2 separate regions of the Mus musculus genome follow, and region 1 is linked to region 2. A link is a contact called in public HiChIP or PLAC-seq data. All regions are on one chromosome and are shown on one strand. Each heading gives the region's core, a stretch centred on a gene start, on an enhancer-like site or on the middle of the called end of the contact. The rest is flanking DNA. Distances are from core to core; before and after follow the strand shown.

What was found. HiChIP or PLAC-seq counts read pairs in DNA pulled down with a chosen protein or histone mark.
Region 1: an H3K4me3 HiChIP or PLAC-seq map of bone marrow-derived macrophages shows a contact between it and region 2, with 2.4 times the contacts expected there. The contact joins the enhancer-like site here to the promoter of Pnpla2 in region 2. A contact is called at or near these places in 2 of 39 promoter capture datasets (embryonic stem cells and macrophages), 1 of 484 Hi-C or Micro-C datasets (natural killer cells), 5 of 115 datasets of contacts at active chromatin or transcription factors (CD8 T cells, the HPC-7 cell line, bone marrow-derived macrophages and 1 more) and 3 of 9 other capture datasets (adipose tissue, liver and pancreatic islet).

Annotation. Positions count from the first base shown.
Region 1 is chr7:141,489,511-141,496,182 of GRCm38.p6, forward strand. It overlaps Tspan4 (tetraspanin 4), which reads left to right. Exons shown (of 8, transcript NM_053082.3): 3 at 42-233; 4 at 1,252-1,326; 5 at 2,062-2,163; 6 at 2,264-2,395; 7 at 2,470-2,553; 8 at 3,375-3,917. The coding sequence ends at 3,443. Chid1 (chitinase domain containing 1) reads right to left here. Exons shown (of 13, transcript NM_001142681.2): 13 at 3,626-6,636. The coding sequence ends at 6,538. Among named protein-coding and RNA genes, the nearest start is that of Tspan4, 18 kb to the left of the region's middle. Within about 2 kb of position 1,736, at least 4 of the 459 cell types and tissues checked have an H3K27ac peak or open chromatin away from gene starts, as enhancers often do. A contact at or near this core is called in bone marrow-derived macrophages, where this site is marked.
Region 2 is chr7:141,450,414-141,457,114 of GRCm38.p6, forward strand. Pnpla2 (patatin-like phospholipase domain containing 2) reads left to right here and starts at 4,775. Exons shown (of 9, transcript NM_001163689.1): 1 at 4,775-5,060. The coding sequence starts at 4,874. It overlaps Rplp2 (ribosomal protein, large P2), which reads left to right. Exons shown (of 5, transcript NM_026020.7): 4 at 591-689; 5 at 819-946. The coding sequence ends at 895.

The DNA of each region.
Region 1 (6,672 bases), core at 486-2,985, 36 kb after region 2:
TGTGTGTCTCTCTCTCTCTTCCCATACTGCCGTGGTCCTAGCTGGGTGGCTGTGGTGTCCTGGGTGTTGGCATCTGGTTGGCTGCCACACAGGGAAACTTTGCCACCTTATCATCCTCATTTCCATCCTTGTCGGCTGCCAACCTGCTCATCGTCACCGGGACCTTCGTCATGGCCATCGGCTTCGTGGGCTGCATTGGGGCCCTCAAGGAGAACAAGTGCCTACTGCTCACTGTGAGTTTGTCGGGCCCCTCTCTGTGGCTCTCTCTCCCTACCTGTATCTCAGCTCTACCTCTGAGGCCTATCTAGTACAGGGCTTTGTGGGGTCTTCCAGGCCAGGTGGGGCTGGAGGGGTTGCTGGGTCTGGAGTACAGAGTAAGACCCCCCATCTCAAAATATATTTTAAAATGGGTAGGGCACTGGGGATACAGGTCTAGAAGAATGCCTGTCTGATATGCATGAGGCTCTGGGTTCAAGTCTCACACCACACATACAAGAAAGCACACCAGAGCTTAGAAGGATTTCTCTTGGCAGGACACAGACCCAAGAACTTAGGCATACCTACCAGTGTCCTTTACCAAACTGCTCAGATACTCATCCTTGTGGTGGCTCTACCCCAGCTCCTTGTCCTGGACCTGCCCCTGGCCCCACCCTCTGTGGAAATCTCATAGCACCATTTGGCCTTGGGAATATGTTTATGGGAAGGAAGCTATTTCCTCCTCCACAGTTTATAAAGTTAATCTCAGGTAATTAGGAAAGGAGTCCTGGAGGATCTTACAAATTGATGTGCCTGGCAGAGGCCTGAAGCTCCACACCGAGAGGTTTTGGATGGTTCCTTTCCTCTTCCTGGGATAGGAGTTTGCTCAGGGCTCAACCCCTTGTAGAGAGAGACAAACTGACCTCTTAGTACTTTAGGGGCTGTTGCAGAATGTTTATAGGCCTTTGATAGGTGATATTTGGGATCTCTTTTAAATTCTCAAATTGTGGTTGTAGAGTATTTGTCTAACATATAGCCCAGTATGGGGAGTGGGGAGTGTGAGGAGAGTCACAAATAGAGATGTCAGGCCAGGAGCCTGGGGAACAGGGACATACACGCACATGGGGATTTTAAAATCAGGCATGGGGTAAAATTCTGGCTAACAGTCCATTTAGGCTCGGGGATGGTCTGGCCTGGCTCTTGAGTTCATGGTGTGGTAGGAGTTCTGGGGCTCTCCAGCAGCAGGGCTGTGAGTAAGGGACATGTTCTCTACAGTTCTTTGTGCTGCTGCTGCTAGTGTTCCTGCTGGAAGCCACCATTGCTGTGCTCTTCTTTGCCTACAGTGACAAGGTATGTTGCTGCAAATGGAAAGTGCATGGTGTCCTGAGAGACTCAGTGCAGAAAGGGCCAGAGCCCCAGGGATCTGTGCTGTGGCTCTGGTTGTATGGGTGGGACAGCATCACTCTTAATTCCTAGGATACATGGCCAGGGCCCACTACTGAATACAGGTTGCTAAGTGTACACTGTCCCAACCACCCCAACCCACATTGCTGCTTACTGTGTGTCACATGTTGTTCCCCATACTTAGTTGCCTGGTCACACAGTTGAGTTTACGGACATATTTTAGGATCTTGAGTTATAGCTAGTTCCCAGTTCCTGTGCCCCCAACTTCCCCATAGGGCCTCCTTTCTGTAAAGTACCCCTTGGAGGCTCCCAGTACAGCTGGAGCTATCCTTCAGTGCCCTAGTTCCTTTACTGGAGATCTAGGAATGCTGCCCATACCCTCAGCTGTAGAGGAGCTGTAGAGCAGACATGTCTGCTTATACTACCAAGTAGACTGAAGTCTTCCCCTGGCCAACAGGGGGAGCCTATAGAGATGAGACGCAAGGGCTTGCACCAGGGTTCTTGAAGCTTCTGGGAGGACATGAGCCTGGACTGTGTTCTGAGTGTGATAAGGTGGTAGGGTAATGGGTAATCTCAGGAAACAAGCAAGAGGTTCGGGTAGAGGGGGAATGGGGTATTGATGAGGGATACTGTCCTATCTTGGACTGGTGTAGAGGGTACTAACTGGTGGTCTGTTAACAGATTGACAGTTATGCCCAACAAGACCTGAAGAAGGGCCTGCATCTGTATGGCACACAGGGCAACGTGGGCCTCACCAATGCCTGGAGCATCATCCAGACTGATGTGAGGCTTGGGCAGCCTTCCTGGTATGGCGGGACAGGCTGGCAGGGTGGGTGTTGTGGCTACCTCTTCACCCAGTCCTTGGCTTTCTTCCTGCTTCTAGTTCCGATGCTGTGGAGTTTCCAATTACACTGATTGGTTTGAGGTATACAATGCCACTCGTGTGCCTGACTCCTGCTGTCTGGAGTTCAGTGATAGCTGTGGGTTACATGAACCTGGTACCTGGTGGAAGTCGGTAAGAGCTTTTCCCTCCTCTGGTGGGTGGTTGCAGGGGTGGGGTCCCCCCAGCTGATCCTGGCTCTCTTGCAGCCCTGTTATGAGACAGTGAAGGCCTGGCTCCAGGAGAACCTGCTAGCTGTGGGCATCTTTGGACTGTGCACGGCACTGGTGCAGGTGAGCTGAGAAGGGCAGTGCCTGGGACTCCTGACCACAGTGGCAGAGGACTTGCTCAGGAGCCTGTTACCTGGGTTGGCAGATAGCAATGCAGATTGCAAGAGGCCAGTGTCTCACAGAGCAAGTTCACTAGGGGAGGTAACCCGTGATACCTTGAGGACCAAGTATTGCCCTGTGCAGTACTCCTTGTGCAGAGCCTGTTGTCACCTACTGGGTTAACACAGCCAGGCAGCCATATTGGTTGGTAGTGACGGGACTTCCCAGTGCAGAATGAGAGTGGCACTTGATACCCTGCTGCCTTCAGGCCCTGCTCCTCCCTCTTAGGTTTATAGCCATCGATAGAATTGCTGAGTATTGGCGGTATGGTGTTCCAGGCTAAGTGGAACAGATCTGCAATCCATCAGGCAAACAGATATCAGTTGGCCTTAGCTAGGGCAAGGAGGTACAGTAGGATAGGCAGCAGGGCTCAGGCCAGGTATGCAGAGGGGTGCAACCTCATACACAGAATGCAACTTACCCTGGGGATGACTTGCAAGAGTGGGATAATACCAGGGTGCCCAGGAAGCCCATTCTGAGCATAGTCAGAACTGAGCATAGACCTCTGTGGCAGATTAGGGCTCATGAGGCCCTTGGAGCAGCCTGGCCTCAGCCCAGTACAGGTGCCCAGACATGTGGGAGTGGGACAGTGGGCTCACCCAGACAGGAAGCCATGTGTTTGGACTGGCTGGACCTGGCTTACAGGTTGGTTTCTTGAGATACTTGCTATCCACTTCCTCTCCCTGAATCCTGGTTACTCTGCCTGTGACCTCTTGTCTCCACAGATTCTGGGCCTCACCTTCGCTATGACCATGTACTGCCAGGTGGTAAAGGCGGACACCTACTGTGCATAGGTCTCACAGCCTCTGCTTCTCTGCCAAAGGACCCGCCCACGGGAAGGAAGATGTCCAAACCCGCTCCCCCTGCAGGACTGGTGTTCTGCTGAATGCAGGGGGAAGAGCTGGAGGCCAGAGCACCCAGCATCCATCCCTGCACCTGAGGGCACTCTGCTTGGGTGGCAGCAGACACCAGACTATAGAGTTGGTGCCAAATGGCACCCAGGGCTAAGGGCCCAGGGAACTTTGACACTTTTTATATCCATATATACCTTCCAGTGTTCACACAGGATGGGGTTCCCAGCCTTGCATGGTTGCTAGGTTGGGGGCAGGCCCAGTCTGCTCAAGGCCCACGATGATCTTGGTGCTCCAGGCAGGGCCAGGTCCCATGATCCACATTCCATGACAGTGTCGTGGTTCCAGATGCATCTTAATAAAGTGTGTGAGCAGACTGTGGGTCTTGCCAACACACAAAGGTTGTACAGCCTTCAACTGAGGAAGTTCTTTCATTTTCCAAGGGTCAGCAGAGCTCGGAGCTCAGGGGAACACTGCTAACCTCTTAGTTGGGGGAAGGGGTGGCCTCCGTTCTCTCCTGTTTCTCCTGGGCTACCTCAGTTACTCTTGTATCTCTGTCCTAGTACCTCTGCCCCTGGATTAGTCTGGAGAGACTGCAAATTGCAACACTAGGAGACACAGAGCCTTTGCCACTGGCCAGAGTTAGAGTCATATAGAACATCAAGCCACCATCAAGACATCAAAGGCAGTGTCTTCTTAACTAGGGGATAAAGAAGAGCTATAGGTGAGGGCCTTTGACTATAGGGATGGTACTCTGGGGGTTCAGGCTAAGATGAGCTCCCAGGACCCTCAGGAGCTGTGAGCCATCTGACTCTCAGTCTCCACACCCTGCTGTGTGAGGAGCCTACTCTGAGCACAGTCCTCATTAGGAGTCATTGTGACTCACACACCTGAGTGTGACCCAGATATCTCTGGCTCTGGGCTGAGTCCTTGTGGCCCACTGTCGTCTTTCTAGTTAGAAGCCATAGGACCCTGAGTTAACTGTGGAGTCAGCTGCTCCAGGCAGGCTGCTAATTAGCAAAAAAACCTGTTACTTACAGATGGCCAAACTGAGAAGTTGTACTCAAAGTACAGTGGGGTGCTGACCCTCCTCAAGTCCCAGGATGCCCTTTCTCCCCTCTCCTCCCCAAGCTAAGCAGCTGCCATCCATGGCTCATGGTCACCAGCTCACCATAGCCACTGACTACCTTGCCACTCTCTGACTGAATTTCTATCTACCAGTCTGTTAGCTCTTGGACAGCATCTCTGCATACCTCAACTTTGCTGACTCAAACCCAGAACCTGAAGGTTACTGCTCAGTGCGGATGTCCCTGCATGGTGCTTGGGGTCAATCTCCAGCATCAATGAGGGAAAGAAAGCCAAGAGGCTGAGCTGGCTGCTCACTTTTCTGTGGCCCCAGAGAACTCAGCCAAGTTCCCATCTACTTCTATCATTTGACTCTCCAGCAGGACCCTTGACTGTGGCACTCTGACCTATTCTGCTTGTCCCCCATGCCACCTTAATCACTCCATCTGCTTGCAGAAGGCTGTTCCCCAGCCTGCTTCACCAGTGCTCTGCCCACAACTAGGAGAACTCCATGTCACTCACTTCTTATATTCGGAGACTACTCCCATCCACTAAACCCTTGGACTCAAGGCTAGGACTCAGCTCTGGCTGAGCAGCCAGTGTGGGAGCAGGCTCATGGCCCCACCGTACCAGCCAGTGTTCCAACGTCTACTACCTCATACCACACATAGCACATGAGCGCACTGATGACCACTTCTTATAGTATGGGGGGGTCAAGATGCCTCTGTCCCTCACACTGGCCTTCTTGTCCTGACTATCCTTAACTGGGGTCTGTAGAGTTGTGTCTTCTCAAAGTCAGCGGGGTCAGTGTAGCCCCCAAGGCCTTTACAGGTATCAGATAGTTGGCAGAGTCTATCCATCTCAGGAACCCCTGACCTAGCATCCCAGGTTCTCAGCCTTGGTCACACTGAGCTCAGTGAATGTTCAGGGATACCTCTATTCCAGTAGGTTAAGGTCAATAGGTGGTTCAACTGACGTAGGTAGGACTACCCACTCCAGAGTGGGAGAGGTTCAGCCTTTTGAGTCAGGCCTAGGCCCGCTGTTTTAGCATCCTCCCCGTTCCTAACACTAAGGATCTTGAGCCACAAATCTCAGAAACTCACAGGGTAAAAGCCTAGTTAGGGTTTATGATCTCTATGGCTCAGGCTTGGCTAGTGGATTAGAAAGCTCCACCCAATGGCCCGCAGCACCAGAGATCACTACCTTGAGATCATATCCAGCAGGGGATGAGGGCACTTGGAATGAAGGAGTGAAGAAATAAGTAGGTCAGCCATTCTTCACCTGTTGGTGCCTTAGAAGTCTTGGACATCTCCCCAGCACTGGATCAGCCTGTTGCTGTTTACTAAGATAGACAGATCCCTTCTGATCTCATGATACCTGTCCCACTCAGCCCACAGGTCCTTCTGCTGCCCCATGGGCTGATCCTATCCTGTTATCTGGTGGACAGTCAGGGCTATGGCCCATGGTGTTTCACAGAAGTAAGTCCAGCTTCTCTGGGCCAGTTTCCAACATGATCGCACAACCTGGTCACATCAAGCCCAGTGGGGGTAGGTGTAGAACCTGCTCCAGGTATCAGGTACCTTGAATATACCCGTGTTTGTGGTAGGCAGGTGATCATAGTATGAAGGCAGGGCCTGTCAGGCTTAAGGGTGATGCTGAGAAGGGCTGTTTAGAAGAGTCTGTGATTGTTCACATCTTCCAAACCCACATCCCACACAGGCCTTGAAAAGCACTCGAGGCCTGAGTCCAGAGCCAGGCTGTCCTAGGGGATGGGGGTTGCGTTTTCACCTGGCCCACAGCAGGCAGCAGTGAGTAGTGAGTAGAAAGGATTCCGATTCAAATCCTGGACTAGGAGACACCCATGCGTGTGGACCCATAGCAGCTGTCTCATGGTAAACAGAGAAAAGGCCTATATTTCACCAGTCACTCCATGGCTTAGAAAAGTCCAGTCACTTGGGGGTTGCTTTCCAGCCTACAGCAGGTCATAGAAGTAATCCAGGCCTTGGCCCAGCTCCCAGATGGAGACCCCGACGCCAAGCTCCCTGGCTAGCTCCAGCCGCACCTGCAGAGACTGGGGGCAGACAGAGGTGTAGGCACCTGCTCCACC
Region 2 (6,701 bases), core at 3,525-6,024:
TCTACCCGCCTCTTCCTTCTAAGTGCTGGGTTATAGATGTGTCTCACCACCTCCCAGCTTATTTTGTTCCTGTGATTTTTAAAGTTTTTGAGACAGCAGTAAAGACAAGGTGTCTCTGTTTAGCCCATGCTGGCATTGAACTCGGATCCCCTACTGGGACTAAAGACATGCCTAGCTTGTCCATCTTGTTTTTTTTTTTTTTTTTTCTTTTTTCTTTGAGACTGGGTTTCTCTGAGTAGCCTTGGCTGTCCTGAAACTCTGTAGACCAGGCTGGCCTCGAACTCAAGAGATCCGCCTGCCTCTGCCTCCCAAGTGCTGGGATCAAAGGCGTGTGCCACCACGCCCAGCACATCTTGTTCTTAAGGTGGAGGTCAGAGTGGTGCTAATTCCAGTTTCTTTTCTTTAGTGTATCAGAATGTGGGGAAAGAAGTCTTCAATGGTATTAGATGTTCCTAGATGTATGCAAAGCTGCTTTGTGTTTGGAGTGAAAGCAGGTGGCAGTGGTTTTAAGTGAGCAGTCGTCCTGCTGGTGTGATAACTTCCCTCACAGGGTCTGGGTTCTGGTCTCATGTTCTTTCTATTTTGTGTAGGTGTTGGCAAGCTGGCCAGTGTGCCTGCTGGTGGGGCTGTGGCTGTTTCTGCTGCCCCTGGCTCTGCAGCACCTGCTGCTGGTTCTGCCCCCGCTGCAGGTAAATGGAGGTCTGATGAGTGAGTGGGTGGTAAAGGGGGTTGGTACTCAAGGTTTATTGTTGCTTGGGGCTCCTGGGACAACCTAGATGAATTCTTGGGGCAGTGCTTACTATGGTGTTCCCCCACAGCAGAGGAGAAGAAAGATGAGAAGAAGGAGGAGTCCGAGGAGTCGGATGACGACATGGGATTTGGCTTGTTTGATTAAATTCCTGCTCCCCTGCAAATAAAGTCTTTTTATGTATCTTGAGTGGCCTTTAAACATTTTGTCAACATGCGACATGCTGTGTCTTCAGCCTAGGCTCCACCCAGAGTTGGGTCAGTGGGGGAAAGAGGATCCTTAGGCCCCTTTACTTAGTAGGGCCTTGGCTTTAGACAACTGTCAGGCCCTGTGTGGTGTTTCCTTGCAGCTTTTGTTAAATATTCTGGGAAAACAAGTTATGGGAAATATGAGTGAGCCTGAATTGAAAAAAAATTTTTTTTTGAGTAGCACTGCTCTGCTGTAAGAGTGGTTCATAGGTCACTATTCCACTTAGCTTGACAGTGAGGGTGTCCCCAAGTTTCCCTATAAGGATTGAGGTGTCAAGGTACAGATAACTTTTCAGAGTGTTAGCTTTCTAATGGCTGGTTCTCTACATTTTGCATTTATAAGTACATTATAGCTGTCCTCGGACACACTAGAAGAGGGCATCAGATCTCATTATGGATGGTTGTGAGCCACCATATGGTTGCGGGAATTTGAACTCAGGACCTTTGGAAGAGCAGTCAGTGTTCTTACTCACCTGGTCTGTCAGTCTTTTAGGTAGACAGCTGAGTGTTACACAGAGGATGGAGATCACTCTGCTTCCTGTGGCAAGGAATAAAATATGGCCACAACCAGGAAGGGTGGTGGATGTAGAAAAGACAGCTAACACCCTTTGAGGTGAGCTATAAGGGAGCAGGTAGAGATGGGGGTAGGGGTAGGAGGGTCCAGGGTTCTGGGCACAATTGTAGCCTGTACCCTGAAGGAAGGGAGGGGCTTGTGCTGCTTAAGGTTCTTATAAGGTTGTTCATGGGAGTTGACCCAGCCTCAGGATTCTGAGAAAGGCCAGCCCTGTTCTTGGCACCAGCATCTCCCAGGAGCCTGAAGGGTGTGTGCCCAAACAGCCTTACCCTCTGTGGAAATGAGAGCAGAGGTCCTACTGAGCTGGGGCAGCACTGTCCCTCAGGCCCATTACTGGAACAAAAATAGAGAGGACCTTAAGTCGTTAGCTTCCTGTGTGTACCAGGATAAGCCCTGGGCTTACTGTGGACTTGTTTCTACCCTAAACTCAGTCATATTAATCATGACATACCGGTGTACATTCCACCTTGACAACCTTTGGTCTCAGTCAGTGTGTGGGCCAAGCCAGCATAGAACAAGTTTACCTAGCATAAAGAACCTTTAAAAGCCTGGTGTGGTGGCACAAGCCTTTAATCCCAGCAGTTGGGAGGCAGAGGCGGGTGAATTTCTGAGTTCGAGGCCAGCCTGGTTTACAGAGTTGAGTTCCAGGACAGCCAGGGCTACACAGAGAAAGCCTGTCTCAAAAAAAAAACAAAACAAAAAAGAACCTTTAAAAATCAAAATTCTGAGCCGGGCGGTGGTGGCACACGCCTTTAATCCCAGCACTCGGGAGGCAGAGGCAGGTGGATTTCTGAGTTCGAGGTCAGCCTGGTCTACAATGTGAGTTCCAGGACAGCCAGGGCTACACAGAGAAACCCTGTCTCGAAAAACAAAAAAACAAAAAAACAAAAAAAAATCAAAATTCTGAGCCAGGCAATGGCAGCTCACACCTTTAATCCCATGATCAGCAGGTGGAGGCAGCTGAGTAAGAAAAGGTAAGTTCTGAACTGGGTACAGCGGCAGAGTTTGCCTAGACACCCCAGGTTCAAACCCCAGGATCTTCAACTAAAAATTCAAATTGTGGAAATAGTGAATGTTATCAGCAGACTGAAGTTAAGATCCCAGCATCTAAGCTGGGTGACACACAAATACCTGTACCTCCTAATCTATAGGGTTCTGCATCCCTTTGATTTTTGGGTACATAATTTTTTTTTTTAAAATCAGGGACTAAAGAGATGGCTTAGTGGCTAAAAGCACTGTTAGCATAGGACCCCGGCTCTCTTTTCAGTATCCATATTGGGTATTGGGTGGCTTGGTGGTTCAGAGTCCTCTAGCTCTGGGGATTGGTCTCTTCCTGCCTCTGTACCTGCACTCAGGTGATCTTAAGTAGAAGCTGTTGTGGTCCAAGGTGATGAGTAGGAGCTGTAAAATGTCTTGAGTTCAGGACAGCCAGGGCCACAGAGACTGCTCACCCACCTTGGATGCTCTGTCCTTAACTGATTGCCAGAGCTCAGCTCAGTAGCCCCAGAAATACCCCACCTTTTGACTGTACAATGGGTTGGGACACCGTTGACCTCACCTATTGATGCACCTATGCTGGGTGTGAAATGGCCCACTACAGGATGGGACATTGTGACTTTAGAGAAATGTCTCCAGGACCCCTTGGACCTATGACCTAAACTTATTTCCCTACATCTACCAACCCTACCATGTTTCCTTCTTCATTCCCAGTTTAGTCCTTGTCCTTGGGACCACTAAAGAGATTTTTAAAGCCAGCCCTGGCACCATTCACCCAGCTCTCACTCTGCTGATGCACACTTCCTTCTCTTGATGGCTCACATCCAAGGGTTTTCAACATAACTGACCAGACCACCTGCCAAGGAACTGTACTCCATTTTCTGAGAAAACTTCACAAACAAAATGGCTAATAAACTAAACTGCTTCAAACAGCTTCCTCATGACGTGTGAGGATCCCCTTATTTTCAACATACTTTCTTCCGCTGCAAGCCTGCATGGTGTATCTTTAAAAGGCAATTAAGCTGGGGGCCTCTAATTCTACCATTTGGGAGATGGAGGCAGGTTTCTAGTTTAGGATTGAAGTCCATAGTATACAATAGATCCTTTACCTTGTATCAAAAATAAACTTTTTAGATTAATCAGCTTCAAAACCCCTCTAAGTTATGTATATAACTACTGCTCAGGTACTTGGGCACATTTCTAAGACCTGGACTTGCCTCTTAAGTGCCTCTCATGTATGCTTAATAAACTAATTTCATTCTTGCTGGTTTTGAAGTTCTTTGCGGTGTATGTCAAGGTCCCGGGTCACCTGAATAAAAGGCACTGGCTCAGAGATCTTCAGGTTGAATTGTTGACAATACAGTTGTACTTCTGTTGTGATAGGTCTAGAGCTAAGCTGGGAGTGAGAATTTCTGGGCAAAAAGACACTGTCACCCATAAACCCAACCTTGTTTGGGGTGGGGTAAAACGAGGGCTAGGTTTTAGCCTGTCCCTCAGCTAAGGGAATTCTAGTCCGGGGAAAAGGGTGAGAGGGTAACATTACCCAGGCGCACACCACTTCCTGGAACAATCAGTTGGGTTGAGGCTTTTGTTCTGAGACCAAGTAGACCCCACAATCGGAGGAGCCACAGGATCAGGCAGCTAAAACCCAAGTGAGCAGCTAGGGTATCGAGGGCCCCTATGATGGTAAGAGCAGGACTTGAGTCTGTGACAGTATTTGCTGGGCCAGTGTCAGTCTGTTTGGCCTGTTGGTTTTGGGGGCTTTAGCCTGAGTGGCCCAGGTTTTCAGGCCCATAGGGGGTACTATCTGCGACTTCGCCCAGGTTCTGTCCAGTTCATCTGTGTCCTGGTGGGTATCCCTGGAGAAGGAGGAGACACCTGTTCACAAACTCCTGGTACCCAGATCTGTACAAAACTTGCACTTCTCCATGTGCTCGGCTCTCCCTGAGTCCAGGGGCTGCCCAAGCTGTGGGATTGAAGAAGCTGTGGGATTGAAGAAGCTGTGGGATTGAAGAAGCTGTGGGGAGAGAGAGAAGCTGAAGCCTGGGAATCCCCTCTCCAGGTCTCTCAGATGGCTTTGCCCAGCAGGTGTCACGAAGGGGCGGGGCCTCGGGGGCGCGGCCGTTCCCTGCTTGATCCAGTTGGATCGCGCGCCCAGGTCCTGCCCCCTGCCGACCAGGCCCCGCCCTCACCCCGCACTAAAACACCTCCTCCTCTGCCTCCCGGCACAGCGTCTCCGCCTCCGCCGGCGGAGACCCCAAGGTATCGAGACTGCGGGACCCACTGCCCGCAGGACATCGAGTCACGATGTTCCCGAGGGAGACCAAGTGGAACATCTCATTCGCTGGCTGCGGCTTCCTCGGGGTCTACCACATTGGCGTGGCCTCCTGCCTCCGTGAGCACGCGCCCTTCCTGGTGGCCAACGCCACTCACATCTACGGAGCCTCGGCAGGGGCGCTCACCGCCACAGCGCTGGTCACTGGGGCCTGCCTGGGTGAGCCGAGCTGCGCGGAAGTTGGGCAGGATGGGGTGGGGACCGCGCAGGCCGGTGGATGCTCTAGCGTCCCACGCCTAGCCGGCGTAGGGAAGCTGTTCCAGTAACTAGTTAGTGCAGTAGAAGCGGTAGAGAGGGACATCTCTGCCTGTATTCCGGAACTATGACCGAAAGTCCAGTTCTGAGCTCCGGTCCGGGGCGGGTTCTGGTTTGTTTTTGTTCTGGTTTGTTTTTGTTCTAAGAGTGTCTAGGGACTGGGGTGGGGCCTGGCGCGCTCTTGGCTCATGGCATTCTCTTGGTGCCCATGTAGCCCGCCTTAAGGGGCACAAAGGTTGGAGACCAGCAGGTGCCACTCGACTGTTATTGGAAAGAGAAAGTAAATCGTGGGCGGAGCTATGAGCGAGGGAGAGAGGAGGGGCATTGGTCTCCCCGAACTGGCTGCCAGCGGTCACTGTGTCCTGAGGCTCTGCCGCTACAAACTGCTGTGACTCTGGGGCCTAGTACAAGGATTCCTCAAATGGGCATCTGGACACTGTGTCATGGTTCCTAAAGGGGACCTCTGAACGCAGCTGGAGCCAGGGCTGGGCATAATTGCTTGCTCGGTCCATGGTGATTGACAGCTGTAGCCAGCTGACCCACTTCACCGGGTGGCCACACTTCTGTGCTTTGAAGGGTTTCGGGAGTACAGAGATGGGAAGGGGGGCTGGGTCTCACACTTCCGGCTACCACGTGGGTTGTTGTTTACAGCACACAAAGTTCTTCCTCCTTAGGAGTCCTGGGAAGTGCTGCCCATCCCCCCGTCCCATAGGTCAGGCAAGGTGACAAGGGCATCGGCAGGAGATTGTCTAGGGTTTTCTGCGGTCTCTTTCCCATCACCTTTGCCCTGAGGAGGGAAGAGGAGAAGGAATACAGTTCTAGTTCTTGGTCCCTGAAGTTCACCCTGTGATCTTGCCCGCTGGCTCTCATGGGGGCTTTCAGAGGAGTGGGTATAGTGGGTAGGTGGTCTCAGGACAGACATGAGGACCATACCTGAATTGAGAATGAGTTAGGGATGCCACTCCCACAGAACCACTTACTACCAATACTTTGCACAGGTGATCTTGAGCAGCTAGAACAATGACAGGTTGCCTACTGTCTGCTGTAAACCCCTGGTCTTTATGTCCCATGCCTGCCAAGGTGAGCATCTTGGAGGAGGGCATGGGTCCTCAGGGGGGAAAACAAACAAACCCTAGATTCTCCTCTCTCTGGCCACCGTACTATTGTTCTGGGTCATCATCAAGGGCCTCCTAAGTGTCAGAGTGCTTGCATTTGGCAGAAGTGAGACCATGTCTTCCCAGGAAGTGGGCCCTCCGCTGTAAGCTACTGTTCTTGAGGGTGCACCTCTTGGGCTGAGCTGGGCTTCGTGGGTCTGCCCACCCACTTAGATCTGGCCAAGTAGGTGATGGTTGAAGTAGGTCAGAGTTGACCCTCCGTCTTCCCATGCTAGGCCACGTGCCATACCATGTTAGGCACAGTGACTCATGGGGACAGGCAGTTGGGAAATACCAGGCACAGGGCAGGTTTTAATCGCAGCTGGCCAGCTCCTGCTGTACGCCATCTCCAGGGTGGTGGTCTGCCTTCTTCTTTAAGTGGCAAAGTCCC